Regions from separate parts of the Mus musculus genome. Here regions 1 and 3 are each linked to region 2. A link is a contact called in public promoter capture Hi-C data. All regions are on one chromosome and are shown on one strand. Each heading gives the region's core, a stretch centred on a gene start, on an enhancer-like site or on the middle of the called end of the contact. The rest is flanking DNA. Distances are from core to core; before and after follow the strand shown.

What was found. Promoter capture Hi-C pulls out the DNA fragments that hold promoters and counts their contacts. Capture Hi-C pulls out chosen DNA fragments and counts their contacts.
Region 1: a contact with region 2 is called in a promoter capture Hi-C map of liver, with 4 times the contacts expected there. The contact joins the promoter of Tom1l2 here to the promoter of Flcn in region 2. A contact is called at or near these places in 12 of 39 promoter capture datasets (the 3T3-L1 cell line, 3T3-L1-derived adipocytes, the C10 cell line and 7 more), 2 of 484 Hi-C or Micro-C datasets (CD4 T cells and pre-B cells), 3 of 115 datasets of contacts at active chromatin or transcription factors (large pre-B cells, memory CD8 T cells and pancreatic cancer cells) and 2 of 9 other capture datasets (liver and pancreatic islet).
Region 3: a contact with region 2 is called in a promoter capture Hi-C map of liver. The contact joins the promoter of Arf1 here to the promoter of Flcn in region 2. A contact is called at or near these places in 7 of 39 promoter capture datasets (the 3T3-L1 cell line, the HPC-7 cell line, cranial neural crest and 2 more), 3 of 484 Hi-C or Micro-C datasets (CD8 T cells and embryonic stem cells), 6 of 115 datasets of contacts at active chromatin or transcription factors (bone marrow-derived macrophages, embryonic forebrain, embryonic stem cells and 2 more) and 3 of 9 other capture datasets (adipose tissue, embryonic stem cells and liver).

The regions. Positions count from the first base shown.
Region 1 is chr11:60,350,248-60,354,541 of GRCm38.p6, reverse strand. It overlaps Tom1l2 (target of myb1-like 2 (chicken)), which reads left to right and starts at 1,637. Exons shown (of 15, transcript NM_153080.3): 1 at 1,637-1,785. The coding sequence starts at 1,734. Drc3 (dynein regulatory complex subunit 3) reads right to left here and starts at 1,162. Exons shown (of 14, transcript NM_029044.2): 1 at 1,110-1,162; 2 at 342-440.
Region 2 is chr11:59,807,401-59,811,783 of GRCm38.p6, reverse strand. Flcn (folliculin) reads left to right here and starts at 1,745. Exons shown (of 13, transcript NM_146018.2): 1 at 1,745-2,124; 2 at 3,869-3,984. Gm16062 (predicted gene 16062) reads right to left here and starts at 1,704. Exons shown (of 2, transcript NR_045686.1): 1 at 1,523-1,704.
Region 3 is chr11:59,226,313-59,230,991 of GRCm38.p6, reverse strand. Arf1 (ADP-ribosylation factor 1) reads left to right here and starts at 2,725. Exons shown (of 5, transcript NM_007476.3): 1 at 2,725-2,819.

The sequences.
Region 1 (4,294 bases), core at 388-2,887, 540 kb before region 2:
GAAGAGGTGTGGCCTGACTTCTGAACCACACTTGAATTAAATAAATTATCCCAATATCTACTTACAAACATTGACAGGTTAGTGGGTGTATGGAACTATGAAAGCACACAGTAGGGATCTCTGTAAGAGAAATTTCTCGATTGACTAATATGAAGATTTACCAAGAGGCACGACCTCATGTCTAACACAGAATCCACTTTCTTAATCACAACTCTATTGTACCCAGCACACTAGGGACAGACATTGTCACATGTTCTCTGCCTACAGAACAAGGCCCAAAGAATCCTCCCCTATGGGGAGGATGTCAATAATTTATCCAAATGGGGGTCCCATTGACTTGCCTGATGATAGTGTCCTTGGTGAAGACCAGAGGTAGGATGTGGAGAAGCAGCAGAAAGCTTTACAAACAAATCAACCAGGTAGCCTCGTCACTGGTTTACCTGGGAAACAACAGCCTGGGTTAGCTGGACCTGAAACACTATGTAGACCCTATGAGTCCCACAGTAATGAGAATAAAAGCAACTGATGAGAATAAGTCCTTGTCGTACTCTCAGTGCACTCCACTTATTTAACTCCATGCCAGTTCTGGGAGCTATTTAAAAGGGACATCTTAGTGTCCCTACTTCCCAGATAGGGAAATTGAGGCTTGAGGTATGTGTGTATGTGGGGGGCCGGGGGGGGGGTCTGTGACCAAAGTCATAGAGTGAATTACTGACAGAGACTGAGATGGAACCTTGATATCTTTATTCTCATCGCAAACACTTCATACGGCACCAAATGAAATACCTTATTGCAGATCAAGAGGATGGATATAACAGCCAAACTCTAGAATGAGTTATCAGTGTATCGGGTACCTCTCTTTCAGTGAAACGAATCAGGCCAGGAAACTGGCTGATGGACCCTTTTCCTACTTGCTTTTGCTAGTTTAAGATTTTATACGCTCTTTTCTTTTTCAAAAGCCCGATTAAGTCTCAGTACAAGTGTAAAAATGACATGTGTGCTCATTTTACAGATGAGACGGGTCAGGTCGGAGTCCTCCAAGAAGAGTTACAAGACAGACCTCAATCATGCAACCTCTAATCTTCTGGAGCTAAACTCTTGATTCTTACCTTCCTAAGGACTGTCTCCCCTTGCAGTAGACGCTTCGTTTGGTTGCTGGGGAACCAAACACCGCCACTTGGTTGCTAAGGGGAAGTCAAGCGATAAATATCCTGGGTGAAAGTTGATTCGTCACGTGGCCATATTTCTAACACCAACCAGACTTGAAGAAAACAAACGTTTCTCCAATCAGCACAGTCAACGAGCTTCAACTTCTAGTTACGCTTTCTTTCTGCCCGCCTATGTAAACGATTGACACACCTTTTATCCAATAATAGTAAAGATTCTCTAGACTGACCAACGTGCTAATGAATCAAGAAGAACGGCCACTCGTTTGGAGGCGGGTCCGGGGGTTGTGCCGCTAGGCTGACGGAGACCCTAGTGACTTAGCTTGCTTCGTGCCCAATCGGACGCCGCGGGGTGGGTGGGACTTCACTGAGAGTGGAGTGTCGTCCAATCGGAAGTGGGCTGGTTAGACGCTGCCCAATAGAGATGCACCCAGAGGGCGAGGTCAGGCCGGGCGCTCAGCGTTCCGGAGGGTGGGGCGGGGGCAAGTGTCAGTCAGGGCAGAACGCGGCGCGGGCAGCGGAGACCCGTGGCACACAGGAGTCCGGGCTGGAACGAGGCCCGCCGAGATGGAGTTCCTGCTGGGGAATCCGTTCAGCACCCCTGTAGGGCAGTGTCTTGGTAAGGCCGCGCGTGGGGCAGGCGTCGAGTGAGCCACAGCGGCTGACCGGGCTGGTGAGATCCGCGGGCCTCCTCCCGGCACTGAAATCACCTCACGTGCGGGTTGGGCCTCTGCCAATAAGTGGTGTCATCTCAAAGGTGGACTGGGCATCCTTGTCACGAGGCCTCTGCCTGACGCTGGTGCCACCTCACCCTACAAGGAGGCTCCCCCGAGGTGCCGATTGGACTTAGAGAGGTCCCCGGCATCCCTGCCCATCAGGGCCCAGCCTTTCAAGTCTCTCCCCAGAAGTAGTGTCCATGCTAGTCTGCTTACCCTTGCGTATTGGGAGATGTCACTGCGAGTACTCTTCCCCAGGTATCTCGCTGCCTTTGCTCCCAGGGCCTCTGTCTCCCGGAGCCTTTGTGGAATGGAACTCTTTCTTCCGTCCTTGTCCCTGCTCATTGGTACCAATGGCTCTGAGGCTGGGCACTTTCCCAGAAAATGCCCCATGCTGCACGACTTCTAATTTGAGCTGCAACTCAGTCAGGCTGTAGGAGGGACTGGGATGGGGGAGGCCCTCGGGGAAAGTGACTGGCTTGGCAGGGGGATGGCGTGGCGGCAGAATCTCCTAGGCCTCCTAGGAAAGAAGGGAGGCAGGGCTGCTTTGTTGATAAGCAGTCCATTGGATCCCGGAAACTTGGACTCCAGTAGTGACTTTGCCAGGGACGCTCCTCCTGACCTTGTGCGCTTTATATTTTGACGTTCTCTTGTCTGCCACACGGGGTATTTGGAGATAAGATGTGGTGGGACTCTTCAAGTTCTAAAGTTCTGAATCTTCCTTGTTGATATTAAGCGTCTCCTTACATTGCCTCTTGCTCTCCCACTACATAAAGTGGTAGTAGAGTAATCAGAGCAGCTGTCAGTAGTGTAAGGAGTTAGAGGCGGGCCGCATGCTGCATAAGGAATGGCACTGGCCGCTGTGAAGTTTCCTTACAGAAGAAAACACTGGCAGACCAGGGAATAGTCCAGTGGTAGAGCATTAACTTAGCACACACAAAATCCTGGATTTGATCTAGGATCCAGCACTGCAAGTAATGAATAATAAAGCAATTTGGCCTTTCATCCAAGGTGGGAGCTTATGCCAACAGATCAGTCAAAAGTGCTGACTAGCTTTAAAAACAAACAAACTTGGGGCTGGAGAACTGGCTCACCGGTTAAAGACATTGGCTGTTAATCCAGATTCAGGCCCTGGCACTGCATAGTGGCTCACAACTGGCTGTAACTTCACATCCAGGGGATTGATTGCCCTCTTCTGGTGTCTTTTATATACATACCTAAACATACCATGTAAATGGTGCACAGACAGGCAAACAAAACGCCCACATATGTAACATTTTTGAAAATTAAAGTTGGGTCTGCCGGCTGGTTGAAATCATCTTTTATGAACTGGGCTCTGTACTATCCTTATGGGTCTTATAGTTCAAGCAGTAGAGACTTGCTTGTTTCTACTTTGTATATGAATTTATAGCCTACTTTTCTGTTGTTAAGCTTACAAACTTACGGAGGCTTTTTCTGTTGTTGATTGACATTTGGGAGCATTCTGTTCCTTTTGGGTTTTTTGTTTGTTTGGTTTTGGTTTTTGGCTTTTGGCTTTTTGTTTTTGTTTTTTGAGACAGGGTTTCTCGGTGTAGCCCTGGCTGTCCTGGAACTCACTTTGTAGACCAGGCTGGCCTCAAACTCAGAAATTCGCTTGCCTCTGCCTCTCACGTGCTGGGATTAAAGGTGTGTGCCACCACACCCTGCCATTCTGTTCTTTTTTGATAAAGTGTCTTTTATAAGTGATCATGGATTCTGGGACCTGAAAGTCTTTTCCCACTTCTATGACGCTTCTTTCTCTGATGTTCACTCAAGTATCTCTTTTTCTCTGTATGTATATGTGTGTGTATGTAAATACTGCAATTTTATGTGTTTACATATAAACACATATATGTGCATGTATATATATAAATATTTCAATTTTATGTGTTTGTTTTGCCTTCATGTATGTCTATACACCACTTGATTCCTTGTGCTCACAGAGGCCAGAAGAGGGTGTCAGAACCTGGAACTGGAATTACAGACAGCTGTGAGCTGCCATGTGGGTGCTGAGAGTCAGACCTGGATCCTTTGGGAGAGCACCAGTGCTCTCTACCACTGAGTTATCTCTCCAGCCTCCCCTCTTATATTGAAAAGATTTTATTTTATTTATGTATGTGTGTGCATGCGTCGGTGTGAGTGTGAATAGGGTGCCCGTGGAGGAAGAAGAGGGCATCAGATTCCATGGTGCAGAGTTACAGGCATTTGTGATCCAGCTGATATGGGTGCTGGGATCCAAACCCCAGTTCTCACGATTGGGCAGCAAGTGCTGTTCAGCACCGAGTCCTCTCTGCAGCCCCGACTGTGTCTCCCACCCACTCTCCTTTCTGTCTTCCTCTTCTCTCCAAGTGCCCTTTCAGCGCAGTCTAAATTCACTTCTCCACCCAATGTTGA
Region 2 (4,383 bases), core at 496-2,995:
CGGGAAGTGTCTGTCCTATGGCTGAGGCTCCTGTGGGGAGCTTGCTTCAGCGAGCCTCTGGGACTGGATCGGTAGGAGCAGGCAAAGGGACTCATTACCCCCTCAGCCTGCGAGGCTTCTCAATGACTGCAGAAAGGAATCCTGGTAGCCTGCCTCAGCCTTAGAGACCTGGGGGAGCCAGTGGGGAGCTGCACACTCCTGCTGTCCCCTCACTGACCTCCAGACTCTCTCTGTAGTGACTGCTTTTGGTTGGCTGCCCAAATCCTCTGGTCGCAATACAGGATCCTGGTTCTCAGAGCCATAGTCAGAGCTGACCTGGTTCTTCCTAACATCGCTGTGGGGAGTTGCAACTGGTTTCACTTATATCCTGAGTGGCAGTCTGCTTAAAGCTGTTTTATCCTGCTTAAGTTTGTTAACCCCTAGTTGTCAGGTATCTGCTTTCTTCTTCTGCTGTCTGCTTGCTCTAGTCTTGGAGAAGGGTAGGGAAGAGCCTCGTGGAGGACAGGAGATGACTCACAGTATCAGGAATAATCGGATTGGTAAAAATAAACACACACAAGACAATACCTAACACCATAACTCCACCCTGCACTCCTTAATCTTTACCAGGCAGTAAACAAAGTTATAGAACACAAGTTTGCATATTTTTTTTCCTCCTGCTCCCTCTTCCAACAAAACACGAAAGCTGAAATAGAGAGAAAGGAATCCGATCCCCGTGATTTGAAAAACAAACAGATACCAACTCATCAACTTCTACTCATCTGAAGCTTCCCACTTCCGGATAACCACATTCTGGGCGTCCTCGTGTACACAGCGGAGGCTGGCAGCGCTGGCCGCTGTGTACAGCTGGCAGCGTTAGTTACAGGCTCAAGCCCAGAGCTCTGTTCTCATCTGTCTTCAAGGGCCCATGGTATGCACTAATAGCTTTAAAATTCATTTAAAAAAAGATGTATTTTTTTTTATTATTTTTAAAATGTGAGTACACTGTCACTCTCTTCATGCACACCAGAAGAGAGCATTGGATCCCATTATAGATGGTTGTGAGCCACCATGTGGTTGTTTGGAATTGAACTCAGGACCTCTGGAAGAGCAGTTAATGCTCTTAACCGCTGAACCATCTCTCCAGCCCTTAAAATCCTTTTTTTTTCTTTTCTTTCTTTCTTTTTGGTTTTACAGGGTTTCTCTGTGTAGCCCTGGCTGTCCTGGAACTCATTCTTTAGACCAGGCTGGCCTGGAATTCAGAAATCCATCCGCCTGCCTCTGCCTCCCAAGTGCTGGGATTAAAGGCGTGCGCCACCACTGACCGGCTTAAAATTAATTTTTAAGTAGCTAAATAATATTCCATCCCTCATCCCCAAACGGGAAATCAAACCCAGGGCTTAGAGAAAACAACCCCACAATCCACGAACTGTTTTGAAAGCTAGTTTGCAAAGATAGGGCCGGCTCAGGGCAAGACTGAGCCGTGCACATGCGTGGTCCTGCTTCGCTCTGTACCCTCCTCCCTCCCAGGACCTGTCCGTACCTTCCACTTCTCTCGAAGGGGAGACGGTTTCTCTGATCTGCAACTTTACAGGCAGGGAGTGGAGTCCCAAGAACTCCCAGAATCCAGAGGAAATTTTCCGCAAATCTTTCCTCTTCGGTAGGGACAGGGCATGGACTGACTAATTCTCTCTGACTTTTTTGAAATGTCAGTTTTGACGTCACCCCTGCAGAATGGCTTCTCTCGGCGGCCGGAACCATCTACGCTTTTCCGCGGGGCGACTTGCCGCGCCGAGGGGCGCGCGTGGCCGAGGGGCTTGGATTCCTTGCCTGGAGGAGCATTACGTGACACAGCAAGGCTCCGCACATCCTAGTCGCCTGCGGGGGACGCAACGCTGCTCGCTCCGGCTAGTCACTGGCGTTGCCTGCCCTCTGCCGGCCTGCGGATGGTTCGGTCCGGCTGGGTCACGCGCTAAGGCTCAGTGCAAGGGCCTGCGGAACGGGCTAGCACTTGCCGAGGGGCAGAACAGTGGCGACAGCCCCAGGACAGTTGCGAGCGGGTTCCGGCCCAGCATCCGGGAGACGGCGGCAAGCGCCCCAGCTGGGTTGGTGTTGGGCCATAGGGCTGAATGGAAAGCGCGGATGGTAAACACCTGGGAGAGGGAGGTGGCAGGTTCCACCCCCCGTTTGGGGTAATTGCTTTAGTTTGACTGAATACTGTTGGGGACGTCGCCCTGCCAGTCAACCTCCGTTTTCTAGCAGGATGGCCGTCTGAGGACAGGGCAGGCAAGACACCTCATTTCTCTCCACTCTTAACAGGGTAACTCGTCCTCATGCGTTGGAAGAAATGGTTAGCCCTGGGATTAGCCAGTGGATCGCCGTTGAGGTCACAAGTGGCCCATAACAGTAGGGGGCCAGGAGGACCTACTGCAAGTATAGGGTGAATTTCCATTTCTCGGGGGTGGGGGTGGGGAAGCCTGGTACCACCCATGGTGTCCGGCAGAGAGAAAGACTACAGCTAGTGTATTGCTGGCAGTGCCGAGCTATCATAGTTGTCATTAAACAGTAGAGAGGACATGGCACGTGACAGTGTTTGCTCTGCTAGTGTCAAGTGACTGGGTGCTCTTTAAAGGAAGTCCTGCTGAAGTTGGCAGTAGTAGAGAGGGGAGTGGTTCTAAGTTGGAGATAAAGTTCCCTGCTGAGTTTCTTACCCACTCTATACTAGCTAGTGTAGTAGGGGGATCAGTGAGTTTCCTGTGGGAGACAGTTACAGCTCCTGCTGACTTCCGTGGAGATCCTTGTAACCCCTTGTTTGCCTACAAGGCACTCTTAGTGGCCTGGTGCTGTGAGAAGACAAGAAATAGAGATGAGGAAAAACTAGGGCACACCAGGGAAGGATGGTGTGGGTCTCGTTTGCCAGGCTTGTGGTTCAGACAGCGGGAGCAAATCTCGTACATGCACAGCCTGCCTCTCAAAGTATGACGCTGAGGAGACTGTCTTCAGCTCGAAAGGTTACTAGGAAAGGGTGGTTAGGCACACTCCCAGAAGCCGGCTCCTGTGGTAGAAGAATGTGGTAGACATTGGGATTGGGAGAGTAACAGAAGACCTAGGCTCCTTCCTCACCGGAATTCAGACGCCATATGCAATCCCGTCAGAGAAGCCTGTTGCCCAGTGCCCAGGAGGATTTCCAGAGGATAAGTGACAGTTGGTGTTACGGGCTGGGAAGGATTAGAAACTCAGGTAGTAGGTTTCTCGGTGGCTGCAGAATGGAGTGTCATGTAGGTTCCATTACAGTCTTCCAGGGGCTGCCTGGGCTGAGGAATGAGTAACCAGAAGATTCGAAACTCTTGTTGGACAAACCCCCTTTTTTTCTTTTTTAAAGATTTATTTATTTATTTATACACTGTAGCTGTCTTCAGTCAGCACCAGAAGAGGGCATCGGATCCCGTTACAGATGGTTGTGAGCCACCATGTGGTTGCTGGGAGGTGAACTCAGGACTTCTGGAAAAGCAGTCAGTGCTCCTAACCACTGAGCCATTTCTCAAGCCCACAATTTTTGTTTTTTGTTTGTTTGTTTGTTTTTTTGGTTTTTTGAGACAGGGTTTCTCTGTAGCTCTGGCTGTCCTAGAACTCACTTTGTTGAAGAGGCTGGCCTCGAACTCAGAAATCTGCCTATTTCTGCCTCCCAAGTGCTGGGATTAAAGGCGTGCGCCACCACACCCGGCACGATTTTTGTTTTTTAAGATCCAAAGCACAACAACAAATACAAATCTCCAGCTCCTCCTGACAGTCCCTGATTTGACTGTTAGCTGCTCCGACTCACGCTGCAAGAGCTTTAGCTCTCAGAATTTGGTCTGATTTTTTGTTTTCTTGTTTTCTCTTTCTCTAGACAACCTCAAGTCTTTGAATTCGAATAGTGCAGCTTGCTTACCTGACTCTTCCGGCGGGCCTCGTACATGTTCTGCTCTAGGCGGGATGGTGCAGTTGTGATGTGCTAAGCATAAGGTTGGTACTGACACTCCGTACTTGGGCCGTGCACGTGCATGCTTTGCTGAAGGGTGCTTATTTCTCCTCCTTGCATGCCCCTCTAAGAAGGACGTGGCCCCGTTTCCAGGATGCGTGCTTCTGCCCTGGGTCCTGACTCTCTTATTTCCCCAGCGTCTTTATTCTGTTATTGGTTGCTTCATATCCTCTTCCACACTGGGCTCTTTTTCTGTTTGAGACAGTGTCTCATGTTTCTTGTAGCCCAGGCTGGCCTGGGACATTCCATGTAGCTACAGCTGAGTGATTCTCCTGCTGGCATCTGGTGCATCCATTCCAGATGTGTGCCACCATGATCCTTAAACCATAGTAGTCCTCGACCTCGATGGAGTGATCCCTGAGTCCCTTCTGTGCCCTTCAATT
Region 3 (4,679 bases), core at 1,476-3,975, 580 kb after region 2:
CATCTCTAAGCATCAGTAGCCTGGCATGAATGCCATCCATCTTACAGAAACTGCAGAAATTGCCTGGGGCACAGGATGGGGTCTTCAAGGCACACACAGTTCCTTTCACCTCACTGAACCTCCTTTCTCTGGTCTTACTCTAGGAGTCCATCTGTCTCTTTAGCAACTGACAAAACCAGGAGGCCAGGCCCCTGGAGATCCACGCCTCTGACTAGGTGCTTAGGAGTAAACCTCGTAGTAGACTAGTCTACAGAAGAGGCCCTGGACTTTTCCCTGGCCTATGATCAGCTGAAGTGGAGGTTTGAGGCCATCGGCACTCCCAGCTTTCTAGTACAGGTAGCGGAAGGATCCTGGACAGCCACACGGACAGCTTCTTTCAGTCACAGCTCACCTCGCCCCCTCCTGGCCAGAGCTGGTCCATCCAGGGACCTCAGATAGGAAAAGGGACTCCTGGTCTCTAAGCAACCTTGTGGAAGAGTTAGCCTCAGTTTACCCGAGCAATTGCTATTTCCTGGTAGGGTCTGTCCCTAGTCATGCCCACTCAGGGCTCCCACACATATGTTTTCAAGCCCCCGCCACCCCACTGGGACAGGGCTCAAAGCAGAAGCACAGATGAAAGAAGGAAGTAAGTTTCTTCACTTGGGAGTAGGCATCCAGCAATCTGTCTTATCATTTTCAAAAAACTGTATCTTACATAAACCCCATCTTGTCTCTCCATATTGTTTTTCAATTTGCTAAGTTCCTCCTCACAAAATAAAGTTTCTTTGGCTTTCTATTTCTTTTAAAAATTTTAAAGATTTTGTTTTTTAAAAAATAAATATTTTTAAAAATTTAAGATTTTTTTTTAACTGTGTGTGGTTTATGCACGTGCTTGTGGAGGCAGAAGCTTCAGAGTCCCTGGAACCGGAGTTATGGGCAGTTGGGAGCTAGGAACAGAGCTTGGGTCCTCTGTGACAATAGTATGAAGAGTTTCTTCAGTTCAATTGTCCAACTTCCTTTTTAATACACACTTGGGGATGGAGTGATGGTTCTGTGGTCAAGTCCACTGCAGCTCTTGTAGAGGAACTGGGTTTGGTTCCCAGAAACTGCATAGTAACTCAAAACATCAGTAGCTCCAGTTCCAATGGATCTTCTGGACTTTTTGGGCACCAGGCACCCATATGGTATACATACATATTTATAGACACTCACATATATAGATAAAATAAGTAAATCTTGAAAAATTATATATATTTAAGTGAATATACAATTTAACATTCAAAGTTCATGTGCAATATGAAAATTTCACTGTGGCTTCAGCTGACCTGGGGAGGTAGGAAGAGCCTGCCTAGGTAGGTATCCACTTCAAATGTATCATCCATTACACATGTGGATATTAAATATCTACAAAGGCTGTTTAAAATTTTAACTGACACAAATAATTATTTACGGGGTACAGAGTGATGTTTTGAGCGGGACTACAATGTACAGTGGTCACATTACAATAAACAGAATGACTACCACCCTGTCTCCATTTTTTCATAATTTTAGCCTTTTTAGGTACAGAAAGGGAGTTTGGTTCTTGACTATTAGCCTGCGGTTTTCTGGACACCCCATCTCTTTGTCGACTTATCCATGAGGCTAAGACAGGCTTCTGGCATGGCTGGAATCACAGGTCTCAGGAGATGTCCTGCCATTTCTCCAGGGTTGGTGGCAGGCAGCGACACCCAAGGCTTTGTATAAACACTTGCTGTGTGTTGAGGGTGAGAGAGAACAGGCAAGCACCCCCATAGACGTTTACAGAAGCAGCATTTGAAAATGGAGCCCTGAGCGATGGAAAGGGATGTGTTAGGGTCAAGAAGGTGACTATTGCATCGAATCCTGCCAGGCTCAGCACCCACAACTCTGGGGAGAAAGCTCTGGAGGTCTCAACCCCCAAACACAGTGAGGATGCCCTGTACCCTGTGCCTGGACACAACAGTGGCTGAAGCAGGCCCTGGTAACAGAACTGTCTCCTGCTAACTCAATAGATAGGGCTCCAGGCTCAAAAGAATCTCCCAGGGCCCTCAACATCTCCTACCTGTGGGACTTCTCCCAACAGCACACGGGGTGGAAGAACTGGATAGGGAGGACAGAGCCTGGGCCTGATTCCTGCATCGATGGGGAGAGTTAACGGATTCCTCCTCACCTGCACCCTGAAGGAGGCCACCCCATCACTGCCTCTCAGGCAGTGCTATGCCCATGCAGGTGTCTGGTCCTCTCAGTCAGCTCTGAGCGTGCACACAGGTCCAAGACCAGTGTGGAGACATGGTGCTTGTCTGACATTTGGCCTGCGCCTCTTCCCACTTTGGCCATCTGTCGGTCACATCATTCTCTTCAATTCCAGGGCCCAGCTGGAATATCAGAGACCCTGGGGTACTGTGAGAAGGACATTACACCTCCTAGGGCTGACACGACCTTCCCACTCTGACCTTGGCGCTCTAGAACGCTTACTGGCCTCAACCCCCGCATCCGCGGAATGGGCTGGAATTCCGCAGGAAGGCGCGCGTGCGCACGCGCCGGCGGACACGGAACTCCATACACCACACCCTTGCTCGTTCTAGTGCCGGGAGCCAGAGTGCTAGCCCGGGACCCGATCCGGAAACAGAGCGACCTCGGCTCCGCCCCGTGAAGGCTACAAAGTGCAGACGCGCAAGCGCCATCCGTGTGGGGGCGGGGCCCTCTGCGTGCCCGCCCTCTTCCCCCGGCGTGCCCCGCGGCAGGCGCTGACGTGGCTGCCGTCAGCGCCGCCATCTTGTGGGAGCGAAACCAACGCCTGGCTGGGAGCAGCCGCCGCGGAGGTGAGACGCGGGGCGCGCTGAGGCCGAAACTGGGGAGGCCGCGGGCTGGTCATCGTGGGAGTCAAGGGGGCGCTCAGCTGCGGCTGCTAAGGACCGAGTCCGGTCGGGCGGCCTGAGGTCTATGCTCAGTGAGCTCGGCGGCAGGCCGGACAGAGGATCGGGACGCCCCGGAGTCCCGCGTCGCCCACGGCCGCTTGGCCCTCCCCCACTCCGCGGCCCTTACGCCTGCCTGGCCGCCCGCCGCGGGCCGCAGCCCGGAAGTCCGGCCAGGACGCCGGCTCTTCTCCAGGAAGCCAGGTTTCCTGCTGTTCCTCTCTGCGCCTCTCCTAGGCTCCACGGCCCGAGAGCCTGGGAGCGGGGAGCAGGGTTCGGGGGGTCACGGGGTTTTCCTTCTTAAAGGCTAGCCGGCCGCTTCAGATACGGCATGAACCGCGGGCTTGGGGAAACTGAGGCTCGGGTGGCCCCGAGACGACGTCAAGGTCACTCGGGTGGCGAGGTCTTCCTCTTCTGTCTCTCGAGTCCGGTTCCTGTCGGCCTGGAGGACCGAAGTTGTAGGAAGGGGGAAGGGAAAGGGACAGGTGTCGGACAGGGGCTCCGAACTGCGGATCCAGGTGCTGGGATTTAACACGCGCATTTGCGGATCTCGGGGGATACCAGAATACCCACTGTGATCCCCAATTAGCCGTGATTTGGGCCCCGAATATCGTCGGTGAGATCTGCATTGGGGTGCCGATGGCCCCCGGAGGGGTTTGAGCCTTGTTTCGCCTCTTGACCGGCTCCTTTATGCACTTTTGGGTGGATTAGAAAGGCCATTCTGAATTGGAGAATCTTTAACCTGCCCATGGAATAACCCGTTCCCGGCCTCTGAGCAGTCCGCAGGTACAGAGACCAGGTCCAGTACACAATTCTGGCTGTCCATTTAGGGTGGTCGTGCCATGTCAGTTTGTAGTGTAGGTAGCTACATATGTTGTATGGTCTAGCTACATAGAACAAATGCAAAATGCTAGGGATTCTGTTCACATCAAGAAGGAATTCTCCCATTCAAACAGCAACTGGCTGCTTTGTCAGGAAAGGAAGGGTCAGCTGCTCTTGGTCCCAGAAGTCATTGGAGAGCCCAGTAGTTGATGCCACAACCCATGTTGGAGTCTTCTGTTGTAGTTCTTGTTTCACAACTAGTGGTCAGCAGTTTTTCCTGCAGGCTGATTCTGGTGGTTTCTGCCGTGTCTGTCAGAAGACTAGTGAGGTGCCATGGTGCTTTGTGTGCTGGCCTCGTGTCTCTCCTCTGTCTTAGCCAGTATCCACAGTGCCTGACATAGGTGACTATAGTGTCCTCACTTTTGAACTTTTAGCAGCACTAGCAGAAATAGCCTAAACTATGAGATTTGATGCACTGTGTTACTACCTGGTTTCTCTGTTTCTCCAGAGAGTTGTGTGGTGTAAGGGCCAGTCACAGATGTGTGAACTACATTGTCTTCTGTGGCATAAAGGTTTCCCTTATTGGAATGTCTCTCACTTATCCTTAGATTTGAAAATGGGTCTGAGTCACTGGATCACCACACTGTTCTCTTGCTTGTGAGGCAGATGTACAGAATTGCTACTTCAAAAAGGTTTAGGAGCTAGATGGTAGAGTGCTTTTCTAGCCTTCGTGAAGTCTTGGTTTGGATCTCTAGCACTGCATACAAGGTTTAAGGCAGTGTGAATAACAGCTGACTCATACTCAGTCTACTCATCCTGAAAGGAAAGTAGCAGTAACTAGTTCTGTGGCCCTCACACAGCTGTGATTGTAAGTCATGCATCTGGGACGTCCACTGTGCCCCTTGCCCCTTGTAGAACGGATATTCAGAATCTTTGCTCCACTGG